Linked DNA regions of Mus musculus: region 2 is linked to region 1. Evidence: chromatin contacts called from public HiChIP or PLAC-seq data. All regions are on one chromosome and are shown on one strand. Each heading gives the region's core, a stretch centred on a gene start, on an enhancer-like site or on the middle of the called end of the contact. The rest is flanking DNA. Distances are from core to core; before and after follow the strand shown. Region 1 has its middle 7.4 kb from the start of Gm30458. Region 2 has its middle 54 kb from the start of Trim2.

Region 1 (6,798 bases), core at 1,727-4,226:
CAGTTATGTTTCCTGTCGATGCTCGTAATTAACTTTTGCTTCACCTTCTTGGTCATAAAAATTGGAAAGCAAGCCCCAGACTCGAGCCTGGCTGGGGATTCAATGCCATATGAGGAGTCTTTTTCTTTTTTTTTTCCTTCCTTCCTTCCTTCCTTCCTTCCTTCCTTCCTTCCTTCCTCTCCCTCTCCTCCCTCTCCCTCTCCCTCTCCCTCTCACTCCCTCTCTCTCTTCCTCTCTCCCTCCCTCCCCCTCCCCCTCTCCCTCCCTCTCTCCCTCTTCCCCTCCCTCTCCCCCCTCTCCCCTTCCCCCCTCCCGCTCCCTCTCTCCCTCCTTCCTTCCTTGTTTGCTTACTTTCAGTTGGAGGATTATAATCTGTAAAGTTAAATGCTAATTTTTTTTCTAGAAAACAGTCTTTGTAACTCTTGACCTGGTCCTAGAGAAATACAGCAGCTTACATGTACAGACTTCTATAAAGAATTGTCAGTTATGTTGCTCAGGAGGGGGATTTTCCTTAGTCAGATGCCTCAAGGTCGTTTGTGATGTCACAGTGCCCCTTGTGTTCAGAAACTCGCCCTGACTGCATGGCCTGTGGTTGGATCCCCTTTCTCACTGTTCAGGTGTGGCCCTGCTCACTGCTGGAGGAAAGCAGAGATGCCTGGACTTGTTCTCAAGTCAGCTCTCAAGAGGGCACTTGATGCTCATCAGAGGCAGCTAAAGGGCTTATTTAAGGACAATGGGGAGGGGCTGAAGAAAGGACTCCATTGGCCTGAGCACTCTGTGCTCTTGTTGAGGCCCCATGTGTGGTTCCCAGCTCCTGAATGGCACCTGAAACCATCTGAAACTCCTGAGGACCCAGTGCTCTCTTGACCTTTCTGGGCACTGCATGCATGTGGCACACATGTGGGTATGCAGGACATCACCTATACACATAAAGTTTTTAAAAATGTATCTTAGAAACAAAGACAGGGAGAGGCCTCAGTCCACATAGTCTTCTTCATTGCGACAAATGCCATGACTGAAAAAGAAAATGTAAAGTCTCTCAAGGGAAGTCAAAGCAGGAACTGAGGCAGAACCCAGAGAAAAAGGGAGGCTCTTGCTCGTGCTCAGCCAGCTTTCTTATATAACCCATCAACACCTACCTAGGGATGGTATCGCCCATAGTGGCTTGGACCCTCCCACATCAATCATAAATCAAGACAGTGCCCCATCGACATGCCACAGGCCAGTCTGATGGAGGCAGTGCTTCCAGACACCTACCCAGGTGGGCCAGGTTGACAAGATCATTCTCATCAAAACACTGGTCCCTGACCAGAAGGGATGAGCCCCTTGCTGTTTGAAACCCGAGGCTAGATGAGGAAAGAGGGAAAGTGGGGATGCTAAGAGCTGAAGGTGAGCTGCTGTGCACTGCTGGTCAGAAGGCAAGGTACTTCCCCACGCCCCAGACAAACGCTACAAGGCATTGGCGCCGGGGCTGGGAACTGCAGAGTGTGTTGATGGCAAGGATTCGAATGACACAGAATTGGTCCCAAAGCATCTAAGAGCTGCTAGACCCCAGGGGACATCTCTGTAGCAGGTGACTCTGTGAGCAGACAGAGGATCATACACCACCACGTTCCTTGATATCATCGTGTGAGTCCCCAGAGCTGTACCATACCATGGGAAAAACAAAGGGGAGACCCTCAAAAATCTCTGAAATTCAAAAATAAAAAAAGCTGTGCTTAAGTCTCCCGATCTGGGACTTAAAATGGAAAATAAGTTGACGTAGAAAATTAGCTTATGTTCTTTGACAGAAGTGACTTTGTAGACTGATGATAAGGGGACTGTTTTGTGTGAAATATAGAAATAAAGTTCCAATCTCCATGACCAGGCCACTGTGCACACTGTGGGATGCAGATGGTGTGGTGAGGTTTTGCCATACCAGAGCTCCGGAATGAAAAGCTGAAGAAATGATTCTAAGTGCAAAGGGCAGAGTCACCTGAACAATCTCCCGAGGTGGCAGCTGAAGCTGGTAGAAGATAGGATTTGCTTTTTATTTTTATTTTGTTTTTGTTTTTTAAAGATTGCTTTGTTTCTGGTGCAAAACATGGCAGCCAGGGCCTGGTTCGTGGTAGGGAAGACCCCCACTGGTAGCCCACTGACCCGGTTTGTTGATGATGGTGGGCTCATTTTTAACACTATTTTATTTCTTTTTTATTATGTGTACATGGGTAGGAGGTACATGAACACAGGAGCCCCGAGATGATGTCCTGGGGCTGAAGTTAAAGCTGGTTGTGAGCCACCCAGCATAGGTGCTGGGAACCGAACTCTGATCTTCTTGTAAGAGCAGAGGCCCTCTGAAAGGAGGAACCACTTCCCTAGTGTGTTTGCTGCTTTGGTCTTTGGAGATGGGCTCTTGTTATGTATTCCCAGCTGGATACTTGCTCTGTAGCCCAGGCTGGCCTGGTACCTACAGCAATCCTGCCTCCTTCCAGCTCTGGGGTACAGAGATTACAAGTCTGCACCGCCATGAGATTATGAGTCACCTATATGGTTGCAGTTGTAAAGACCCTGCTGAAAGTGGGATCCACAAAGGCAGCTCACCCAATGCATGGGCTGTGGCTCGGAGCTTCGGTGGCAGCAAAAGTTGTCCCCATGGACTTTTCCTTGGGAAGCCACAGGTGGCAAGTGAGCAAGTGTCACCAGCCAGAGGGTGAACCTGTCCCCCTCGGTCCTTCAAGGTCTGCATCGTGCACCTGTCCCAGATCTAGTCACCCAGGGCCAAGAGGGCAAAACTCCATACTGGGAGGAGAGAGGAGAGTCGTAGGGTACAGAGACAGCCTGTGGGAGACGAGATTCACAGAGAGACCAGCATGAGAAGGAGATGGGGAAGAACCCAGACGTGTTGGGGGAAAACACAAGCAGGTGAAGGAGAGGAAGAGGAGAAAGCATTAGCAGCACTTGGGGATTTCTGGTGCCAGCGGAAGTAAAACCCACAGAAGCAGAATGAGGAACTCGGGCTTCAGAAGTGTCCTCTTCAATCGCCCTGCCCCTGCCCCTGCCCCTGCCCCGAGAAGCAGCCATACTCAGGGAAAGGGTAAAAGGAAACGTCCAGTTTGAACAGTCACTCTGTTTTTGAGGCAAGATGCAATGCTCTGCTTAATAGAACATTGTCTAGGTTGGATTGGGAAGAGAAATGTTCTAGTCAGGAGTGCGGTGCTTTGGCGTTCACAGGGGGCCTGAGCCTTCCACTCAACTTGAGCTCATACTTGAAACAGAGTGGGCGGGGTTAAAAACCTTTTGTGTCATGTTCATGGGGAAAGGGAGCAAAGCAATATTAGAACTGAGTCTTCTAAGAAGTTAGTTTATCAAGAACTTAATTCATGTTCAAGGTGAGTCATAAAAATAAAGGGCACATCTCTACCTGCCACTGGCAGCTTGCAGACTGATGGCAGAACATGAGAAAGTCACTGTCAAGTTGCCAGCTGCTATTTAAAAGATAGTTACTAAGAGCTAACGTAATGTTGTGAGCTGTGCCCCGTTTGCAAAACCAGGCATAGATCACCACCATGTTAAAATAGGTACATTGAACCAGCTTGAGAACTGTCATCAGCCAAGACTTGATGCTTTTTTAAATGTCTTAAATTATGGTGATACATGCATAATGTAAAATGTGTCACCTTGACTCTCCTATAGGGTACAGCTCAGTGGCATCAGGTATATTCACTGGCACCATCCAATCTTCAGGAACATTCTCATCTTCTCCAGATGAAACTCGGGTGCTCATTAAAAATAGCTCGCAGGGCCTGGCATGGCGGCTTAGCAGTTAATAGCACTTGCTGCTCTTCCAGAGGACAGTGATTCAAGTTCCTGCCACCCATATGGTAGTTCACCACTACCTTAACATTCTTAACTCCAGTTCCATTAGCTCCAGTGCCCTCTTCTGACATCTCTGGGCACCAGACACACATGTAGTACTAATACATACAGTAAGCAAAACCCTCACGCACATAAAATAATAAAACAAAATATAAACATTCAATTAAGAAAAGCTAGTCCTTAGCTTTCTGCAGCTGCTGGCAATGACCTTTCTACTTTATTTTTGAATTAACTAAGTTCCTTCCATATTAAATGGCGTCATGCAATGTTTGTTCTTTGGAACTGGTTAATTTAGCATACAGATCATCTATGCTGTAAGAACATGTCAACGTTTCCATTTTAAGGCAGAACAAGACTGTACTTTTTGAGGGAAATGTGGGGTATACAAATCTCTCTTTTGAAAATTATCCATCTCACACTTGCCCCTCCCTAGACTTTGTGGCATGGCGGGTGGAGAGACTGAAGAAGCTGAGGCGGTGTTTTGCAGACACAACAGGGCAGTGCACGTACCTTCTCACAGTGTTGTGGCAGCATGCACCAGACTGCCCAAACTCAAGCCAGACAAGATTCCAATACAGAGAGGTGAGGTGGGCACAGGTCCCATTCCCACTTGAGGAGCTATTGGCAATTGGAGGCTGCTGGAAGGGAGGGAGGGGGTAGGGAGGGAGGGAAGGGTGAAGGCCTTGGTAGGTTATGCTCCAGTGGATGAGTGCACCCCTGGAGTATGTGGGTTGCATACATTGGAGTTGATGAGGTTTTTTTTGTTTTTTGTTTTTAAAGGAGGATACAAGGAGGTTGGGTAGGTAGGGCTGGGTGGGGGAGAATCTGAGAGGAGTTGGAAGAATGAATAGGATTCAAATATATTGTATGAAATTGTCAAAGAATTAATTAAAAGTTTATGTCTCTGTGTGCTGGTTCGTACCTTATCAAAGCTCTCAGGTGATTTCTGTGAGTTCAAGGTCAACCCGATCAATAGTGTGAGACTCTATCTTAAAAAAAAAAAGTATTTTTAAAACTCAAAACCTATGTATTTGTGTTGTGTTTTAAGTTGTTGGATCAGTGAACAGGTATATTTGAATTCATGAACTTGCAGAGGAGGTTGGAGGCAGCCTCCAGGTTATGGTCACACCGGGCCCTCTTTACGCTCTCCCTTGGGCCGTTTTCCTGGTTTTCATTTTTGTTTTATTGTTGTTTGAGATGAAACTTCAAGGTATTGCCCAAGCTAGTTCTGGGCTCCCTGAGCTCAGCCATCTCTCTGCCTGGGTCAGTCTCCTGAGTGCCTGGGACTGTCCCGGCTAGGGAGGAGTTCTTTAATCTCAGTGACAAGACGCTAAGTCCAGATGCTTTGGCTGGTAAGTGAGGAGGGATACCTTTGTTTTACCTGCCCAACAATATGGTTGTTTTCCCCCAGCCTTGAATGAAATTCTGTGTGGAGGTCGCCAAGAGATAGTCACTGATTACCAGTTTGTGTCTGTGGCTCTGCCCCTCACTTTCAGTCTGAAACCTGTCTAGGGCTCAGAGTGCCACTGGGTTGTGGAATGGCTGCTTAGCACACACAAGGGCTTGGGCTCTATCCCCAACACTCTGTCCTGAGGGAGGAAACCCAAGTCCTACAGTCTCCTTTTCTCCTCTTAGTAGACCTTTGCTTTTTAGGGAAACCAAGAATAGTACCAGAGATTTACAAAAGTAGGGGGATTTTATATTTTAGGTGCTTTGAAATACGTTTTCTACAAATGTCATTACTTAACATTTGGTAATGGGCTAGCTGTTGCTTGTCTTTCATGATGTATATATGTATCTGTGTCTGTCTGTCTGTCTCTCTTGTGTGTGCCTGTGTGTGCAACTTTTTGTAATCCTAGCAACTTTGAAGGCTGAGGCCTGTGGCTTGTGAGTTTAAGGTCAGTCTGGGTTACATAACACCGTGCCTCAAAAAAAAAAAAATACTATGGGATGTCAGACATGGCTCAGGTAAGATTGAGTACTGTTCTCGTAAGAGGACTTGAGTTGGGTTCACAGCGCCCACATAGAGTGTCTCACAATCAGCTGTGACTCCAGCTCCAGCACCCTCTTCTGTGGGCAAATGCATTCATACACACACACACATGCATGTACACGTTTAGTGTATATATAAGGTATGTATACATAATATGTACAAATATGTATCTGAAAGTATAGTAGAACATATACTTAACATAGGATAGGTTCGATCTTAGGGCTTCAGTATAGAGACAATATAAAAATATTTACCATTTGCAGGTAGACTGTTGGTGGTTAAAGGACATTTTTTGTTGCTGTTATTTCAAAATATCTTAATGTTCATTGAGATTACTTTCTATTTTCTACTTTTTATATGTCTTATTCAAAGGATGATGCTTAGGAGCCCTTTAGTCAACAACCTCACTTTGATATTGACAGTGAGCAATCCAGACCTGTGTGTGTGTGTGTGTGTGTGTGTGTGTGTGTTTGTGTTACCAGTTCTCTGCTCCTCTCTGGTCTCTTACCATCTTGGGACCGTGGTTAGGTTGATCCTGCACTTTGTTCTGCTAAGTGATTTCCGTTCTGCTGTGAAGAGATGCCTTTGCCCACACAGTTGCTGTGGGGGTTCTCACGGGTTTTCTGTCAACCCACCCCAAGTTATTTATATCACTTGAGCTTTGAAATCTGGTAGTTGCGTCTGTAAACTACTTAAAACAAAACTCACCCAGGGTTTCCCAGAAGAGGCTCTGGATTAGAGACACCAGTGTGAGAAGAACATAGGTTCTGGTGTGGCCCCTGGCTTCACTTCTACCCTCTGAGTTTTATCATCTATCTCTCTGCCACCTTAGCTTTATCTGGTCTCATCTTAAAAATCAGTCCAGATGAAGTCAAACTGGTTCTTCATGGTTCAGACAGTATGTCCCAATGGTTAAGGGAGGGAGGGCGGTTCTGTTAAGCTACATTTAT
Region 2 (6,798 bases), core at 2,792-5,291, 240 kb before region 1:
TCTCTTCCTCCTCAACCTTCTTTCTCATGGTTCCCCTCCAACCTCTGAGCCTTGGAATTCTAAACCTCACCTATCTCTCTTCTGGCTATTGGCATTTTTATCTACCAATCAGAAATAACTTGGGGACAGGGCCACAGGTCTACGTGCAGACTCCAAGTCTTGAGAGGCCACACTTAGCACTACAACAGACAGGAAGACCAAACCTCAACAACTCTCAGCTGATCCTTGGAGAAATAACTTGTGTGTTTTATCCTATGTGGATCGGGAGTATACAAACTTGAGGAGTGGGGTGGGATTTAGGGGCAAGTTTTTCTTATTGGCTCAGTTTGAGGAGATAGTGACGCTCTGTTTGCATTGGGAAGGACTCGAGGTAATTTCTTATGTGACTGACTGCCCACGGTCCTCTCAATGGGGTGTCATGGTTACATGTTCCAGAGCAGGTTCAGAAATGTATAGGGAGCGGCTCAAGTCCTGCCCATCTCAACTCTCTGAGATTCCTGGGGTCCGAGCTCACTCAACCTGACCAGTTCTTCTATCTGAGGCAGGGCCCACTTGCCCTATACAAACCAAGTCTCCTGAGCTTCCCTGCACCACAGGCGCTGCTCACCAAGTCCACGGAGAGTGATAGGACTCCGCTGGAGGTAGAGATCATACGGGTCCTTCTCCCTTTCTGCATCGTTCCCAAGGGAGGAACGGGAAGGGAGTGACCGAATTCGTCCCTATTCTGGAAAGGACTCCAACCGAGTCTGGAGTCTTGGGGTTGGGCCTGAGGCTTGCCCCACGTGACTGAGAGACTCACTTTTCTTATTTACAAAAATCAAAGGCTTAAGCTATGTGACCAGTGGCATCCATCTCTGTAACCTAAATGTCATTGAAGGTTCTGAGTGGTTCTTCTGGACCCGTTCGTTTGTGCTGTTGAGTTTATTTGCAAACCCTCTGCCATGTTCCCCAGACCCCACTCGGTGTTTCTTATCCCTCTGCGATGCCAAAGGAAGTTAAAGATCTCAGGAAGCAAGATGGGCCTTCTATCACAGTTTCCTACGCAATCTCAGCACCTCAGATCCCACAACCTGCCGGTCTATAAAGGGCCCAGGATGAAAATTCAGGAGCTATATTGTAACAAGAAGTAACTGAAGTGCTTGAAAGCTGTGCTCAGGGGAACAGCATGACTCTGCTGTGTGGGGGATGTATTGGGGTCTGTGTGTCTCAGCCTAGACTCATGGTCTAAAAGACAGGGAACCAAGACAGCCCTGCTCGGCCAGGTAGCCCGTGTGTACAGTGATGTACAGTAGGCACCCTTCCATGGGTCTCCCTCCTAATCCTGGGAAGGGGTGACTCTGCTGGGAGAGGGGAGGCAGAACCACGCTTGCCTGAGATACCTCTTCATCAGAAAGGATGCCCAAAGCACGTACCCATATGCAGGTAGCCTTTTCCCAATGCCCTGGTGTCTTTAAAGGAGACTCACTTCATTTAATACTTTAGGTTCCTTAGGCCAAGAGATACCCATGCAGATAATACTCCAGAACTCGAAAGCTCTTTAGGTAATTGCATCTAAAAATATCCTCTGGACAGGCATGCCGAATTAAATGTGTAATACAGTGAGAGCAGCCCTAAGAAACCCAGCAGCCCAGCAGCAAAGCTTTGGCAAACTGGGTGACCTGATTATTTGTCTGTTTCTGGGTCTTTATCATGTGCTATAATGCATTATCTCTGCTGACCAAAGCTGCTGTCTTCTGCTTTGGTACAAGGAGTGTGTGGGGGCTGGGGGGGGGGGTGGCACTTAGCCCCACCTAAGCTGCCTCTGGGGAGACTGGAGTACTACTGCTTGCTGCAAGAAAGAAACACAGAACTAAGACACTGTTGATAGCAGAATCTTCAAACCCAGTAAGTAAACAAGAGGCTTGAGTTTCCTGGCATGAGAGTGCTCCTCTTGGGAGATCTTGCTGTCTTTGCATTACTGGGTGTTTGCTGTTTCTTAAAAGATGGACCGTGAAAGCCATCTGATTAAACTTGGGTGGGGCTACTTGAGTGGATGAGGTGTGTCTTCATTGGTAAACAAAAATAAACTTTAAAAAAGGAAGCCGGGCCCCGTGCCGGGACAAGCTAGGGTGGAATCTCCATCAAACAGGATTTGTGTCAGGCTCAAGCTGGCCCTCTGCCTGCCATTCTGGGAAGAAATTCATGCAGATTGGAGTGCTGAGTCTTCAGACATCAGGGTGGAATCCCCATGCCAGGCATACAGTATCTTTGAAACAAGTAACCATATGCTTTCAAGTATCTGACTTCATTTTATATTCAGCTCACTTGCATGCAGGCATGCACACGCTGGGGTTGACTGAGCACGTCTGTGGCAGGCTGCAGCCGGATCATGAAGATAGGGGAGGCAGCGCTTGAATGTTAAGTTTCTTTTGAGTTTTGTGACTATACTTCTCTCTGCTCAGTTTGGACCGCTGAGTTAGCTGCTTTTGTTCTTGGCTGCTACACTGTGGCCAGATGATTTTTTTGAGCATCCTGGAGAACTAGTGCCCTCTTGTGGACAATGCACTAATCTCAGATTCAGTACATGTCAGATTTCCTAAAGGGCCTTATATTTAAATATTCTTGGCAGAGAACACAGAAGGAAGTTTGATGTTCTCTGAACGCAGAGAACAAACTTTTATGTTAAGAAAAATGACTTGATTTGGAACTTTGGGTCAGGGAGTCTATTACTTAATAGTGTTTCCTAAGAAGTTATAGCTTTATATTATAGTCCACCCCCCAACCCCGTGTGTGTGTGTGTGTGTGTGTGTGTGTGTGTGTGTGTGTGTGTGTGTGTGTGTGTTGGATGTAAAGCCCTTATCTGGCATGCTTTATTTGTAGCACTCAGGAGGCAGAGACAGGCTGATCTCTGAGTTTGAGGCCAGACTGGTCTACAGAGTGGATTCCAAGACAGCTAGGACTATAGAGAGAAATACTGTCTCAACAAATGGGGGGGGGGGGGAGGGGAGGGGGAGGGGAAAGGGAGGGGAGGGTGAAAAGGAGGGGAAGAGGGAGACCTTTCCATAAAGACAGCTGGCTCTTTTGAATCTCTATAGGGTAAGCACTTGCTGTAAATGCCAAGCCATACTGCTGTTTTAGGTATTCACACATGTTACAAAACACCCCAGGCAATCTCCTTCACAGCCCTAACAGCTCCTGGTCAAAGATGAAGTGTGTCTCTCACAGTCTTCCCAGAGGGAACGCCTCAGGAGCGAGGCTCCATGTTAAGTGTTGGACACTTAGTAAGGACCTGGTAGGTGTCTGCTCTCCTCAGGTTTATTGGTGACCTTTTCAGCTCGCAGGTCACCAGACCCAACAGTCACCATGCTAAGTTCTTGGCTGGACTCTAGAAGTGGATAAGAGTGGCGGGAAGCAAATGAGGTCGCAGAGTCTGGTTCACTGTAAGAGACAACCTAGAAATCCCCCAATGTAGGATGCTGCGAGTAATCACACAGCAAGTGCGCCGAGCAACATCACTAGTAAAGAGCTAGAGACCCCTCTCCTGCCAGGGTCGTCTTCAAGCTGCCACTTTCCTCTGGCAGGGGTCTCTCCTGACGCAGACTGCAGGCCACTTCCTTGTTTCTCGATCATTTTGTCGCCCGCATGTGCAAGCCTTATCTATAGTTCAGCTTGTACCACTCCATTTCGTGTAACTTCACACTGTATCTTTCCAGTTGGTTCCTTTCCAGCCCTGCCCTTTCTGTGTTTTGTTTTGTTTTGTTTTGTTTTGTTTTGTTTTGTTTTGTTTTAAAACTGTGATTTGGACCCAGGGCCACACACATGTTAGGAAAGTACTGTACCACCCCGGTATATCTCCGATCCCTCTGTCACTTTTTATTCTGAGACAGGGTCTCTCCAAGTTGCCCAAGAAGGTCTTAGAAATTCCTTAAAGAACCCAGAGAACAACTCAGTGACCCACAGGGGTCACTGGTCAGTTTCTTAGTGTCTTGGTCTTCCTCCGTATTTCATCATTTCCTGCACCTCAGGGGTTGGAACAGATGCATGCTTGATCCCTATACAGGACACTAGATGGCGCCATATCCTTCCACTCGTAGCACATCAAGCTAATTGTCTCTGAAGCCATCAACTGTTGATGCTGGAAGGCTAGATTCATTATTTATTCCCGGGAGGTCTTCAGAACGGTGATATCTGAATTTCGCCATTTGGTGTTTGAGGATATATCTTGGTAATGGTTCATTCATCTAGCATGTGCGAGGCCCTGGGGTCAATTCCCAGCAATAGAGGGAAAAAAGTACTGACTTTAACATTTAAAAAACTCACTCCGTTAAAATTTCACTTGAGGGCTGGTGTGATGGCTCAGGGGTTAAGAACACTGACTGCTCTTCCAGAGGTCCCGAGCTCAATTCCCAGCAACCACATGGTGGCTCAAACCATCTGTAATGGGATCTGATGCCCTCTTCTGGTGTGTCTGAAGACAGCTACAGTGTACTCATATACATAAAATAAACAAATCTTTAAAAGAATTTCCAGTTGATATGCAAAAAATGGTAAAGTTGCTTGTCTTCCTGGGATCCTGTGGGCTCTCGTCCTTTATTTTCCATCATCAGTAGAATAATTATACAAAATGTCACCTCTCACATAGGATATGACTTCGCAGTGGTATGAGTCAGAAGATTCTTGCTCTTACTATGTAGTTTTCAAGAAAATGGATTCATTCCTGTGGGGGTTGGGAGTACAGACACTCCCTGTTGTGTTGGGCTTTTGCCAGTCACTGAATCTGCCTGCACACGGCTGCTCTAAACAGTAGAGCACGTGAAGGTGATGGTGGATGAAACCTACACCTGTGTCCCGTAGAGATATAGATTCTGCTTTGTGTCCTTAGAGGTGGTGCCTGGGGCTGCTTGTGAGAAATCCTGTAACCCAGACAATGCCACTTTAGAAAGCCCACCTGTGGGAAAGATGGTCAGCCATCCCAGGGAGCCTGGGCGTGAGACCTCCCACTGCAGCTCCGTGTACCATGATAAAGCAGACTGGTGAGTCCCACCCCACCATTTGCTCTTCCTGGGGCACAGGTACTGTGGCCATTCCCAGCAGGTCCCACATGAAGTTCTAAAGTGGAATTCATAACCATTTTCATTGCACACAAAATTTGGCAAGACTAGTTACAGGCAATAGTTGGCAGATACCTCCAGGTCACCCTCAGAAGATGACCCATGGGACTGTGACACTCTGAGGGGCTGCAGTTGCTGACAGGCACTCTGTATTTTAATGCTCTGTTCCTTGTTTGGTTAGTGGAGCCTCTGGAGATGGTTTCTGGATCCTTTGGATGTAACTTTGGTAGTCTTTGGTAGCTCACACATATTTGGTGTAATAGAATGGTCCAGCCTCATCTTACGCTGGGATTTAGCCAGTGGTCCAAGGATCTTGTTGTCTTTTGTGGAGAATATTATGATTTGCTTCTATATTCCTCCTCATAGACAAGATAGATAGATGCCCCGTGAATTCACACTGAGAACTGCAGCTCAACTCAGAACTCACATTTGACTTAACCTTCTTGTCCATCTGTCTGCCTGTCTGTCTGTCTGTCTGCATTCCCTTGAACACTGGAAATGACTAACTGGCAGAAGCCATCTAGGAAAGATATGGCAAGTAAGTTTCCTTGAGGTGGCCCACCATTTTGCATGGCTGTGATGCAGACACTCTGGAGAGGCACAGCCCCAGAGACTTCGTCCCAGGGTTGCTTCTTGCTGCTGATATGTCTTTCCTGACACTATTACATAGCCCAACGATTCCTGGGCATCAGCCTATCTGATTGGGCAAATTTCCTGCAGATCAACACAAAGATGAACTTTCATAAATTCATGCTGTTTAGATGAGTTAATGACTTTATAGAATTCCTGACTTGATTCAAATAATTTTAGGAAGAAAGTGTAAGGAGATGGCTTATTTGTTTTGGCAGAAAGATATAATAAAGTCAGAATGAGGAAGAACAGAGTATGCCCCTCCTCATAGAATAGTAAGTAAAAAGTGCATAATAAGGAATGCAATGAGCTTTCACAATTACACCAGGAAGAAAAATAGGCTTCAGACAGATTTATGATCAAGGAAAAGCATTCATTCTAGGTCAGGTCCAAGGATGAAGTCACGGGTGTGCACTCTGATAAAGCAAGGCCATGTGACACTGTTGTTGCTTTGAACTTATAATGAGCTTATAGAATGAAACACCGCTTTGAACTTACTATCAACATCCGACTGTAACTCCCCTTTTGTGTAACACTTTATCTATGAGGTAATTTTACAAAGAACCTTTGTCTAAGAAAGTATAAAATGGCTGAGAGAAAAAATAAAGTGTTACTGTTGGGGTTGTGCTCCATCCTCCAAATGCATATAGGTCTGTCCATCTGTCTATGTGTATGTACAATATGACTGTATGTCTTTATGAATGTATGTCTATATGTATGAACATGCATACATAACTAGGTATATGTGTATATAGGTGTGCATGTGCACTTGTGAAATTGATGAAACAGTCGGGTCCTGCCAGTGTGTGTGTGTGTGTGTGTGTGTGTGTGTGTGTGTGTGTGTGTGTCTGACTTTCTTCCTTTCTTTCTTTTCTTTTCTCTCTGGCTCAACAAAGAGTTAATGAAATCCAAGTCTCTTGCCTGGACATCTAGCAACCCTTGAACCAGTGAAGAAGTTGGAAACCAGAAAGTGATAATGTAATATAAAACAAGGGGGCCATGTTCCAGTCCCAGCAAGCAGCAGAGTTTGGCAGCTTTAGCCACATGGCTCTGGCTTCAGAATCCAGAATAAAAGGGA

Evidence for each region. HiChIP or PLAC-seq counts read pairs in DNA pulled down with a chosen protein or histone mark.
Region 2: a contact with region 1 is called in a CTCF HiChIP or PLAC-seq map of CD8 T cells, with 5 read pairs. The contact joins two enhancer-like sites. A contact is called at or near these places in 3 of 39 promoter capture datasets (embryonic stem cells, pre-B cells and stem cell-derived epiblast-like cells), 2 of 15 datasets of contacts at CTCF or cohesin (CD8 T cells and pro-B cells), 5 of 484 Hi-C or Micro-C datasets (the Ba/F3 cell line, the G1E-ER4 cell line, embryonic stem cells and 1 more), 7 of 115 datasets of contacts at active chromatin or transcription factors (CD8 T cells, bone marrow-derived macrophages, embryonic basal ganglia and 3 more) and 1 of 9 other capture datasets (embryonic stem cells).

Annotation. Positions count from the first base shown.
Region 1 is chr3:84,065,684-84,072,481 of GRCm38.p6, reverse strand. No RefSeq gene overlaps it. Among named protein-coding and RNA genes, the nearest start is that of Gm30458, 7.4 kb to the right of the region's middle. Within about 2 kb of position 2,976, at least 78 of the 459 cell types and tissues checked have an H3K27ac peak or open chromatin away from gene starts, as enhancers often do. A contact at or near this core is called in the Ba/F3 cell line, CD8 T cells, the G1E-ER4 cell line and 2 more, where this site is marked.
Region 2 is chr3:84,310,449-84,317,246 of GRCm38.p6, reverse strand. No RefSeq gene overlaps it. Among named protein-coding and RNA genes, the nearest start is that of Trim2, 54 kb to the right of the region's middle. Within about 2 kb of position 4,041, at least 84 of the 459 cell types and tissues checked have an H3K27ac peak or open chromatin away from gene starts, as enhancers often do. A contact at or near this core is called in the Ba/F3 cell line, CD8 T cells, the G1E-ER4 cell line and 2 more, where this site is marked.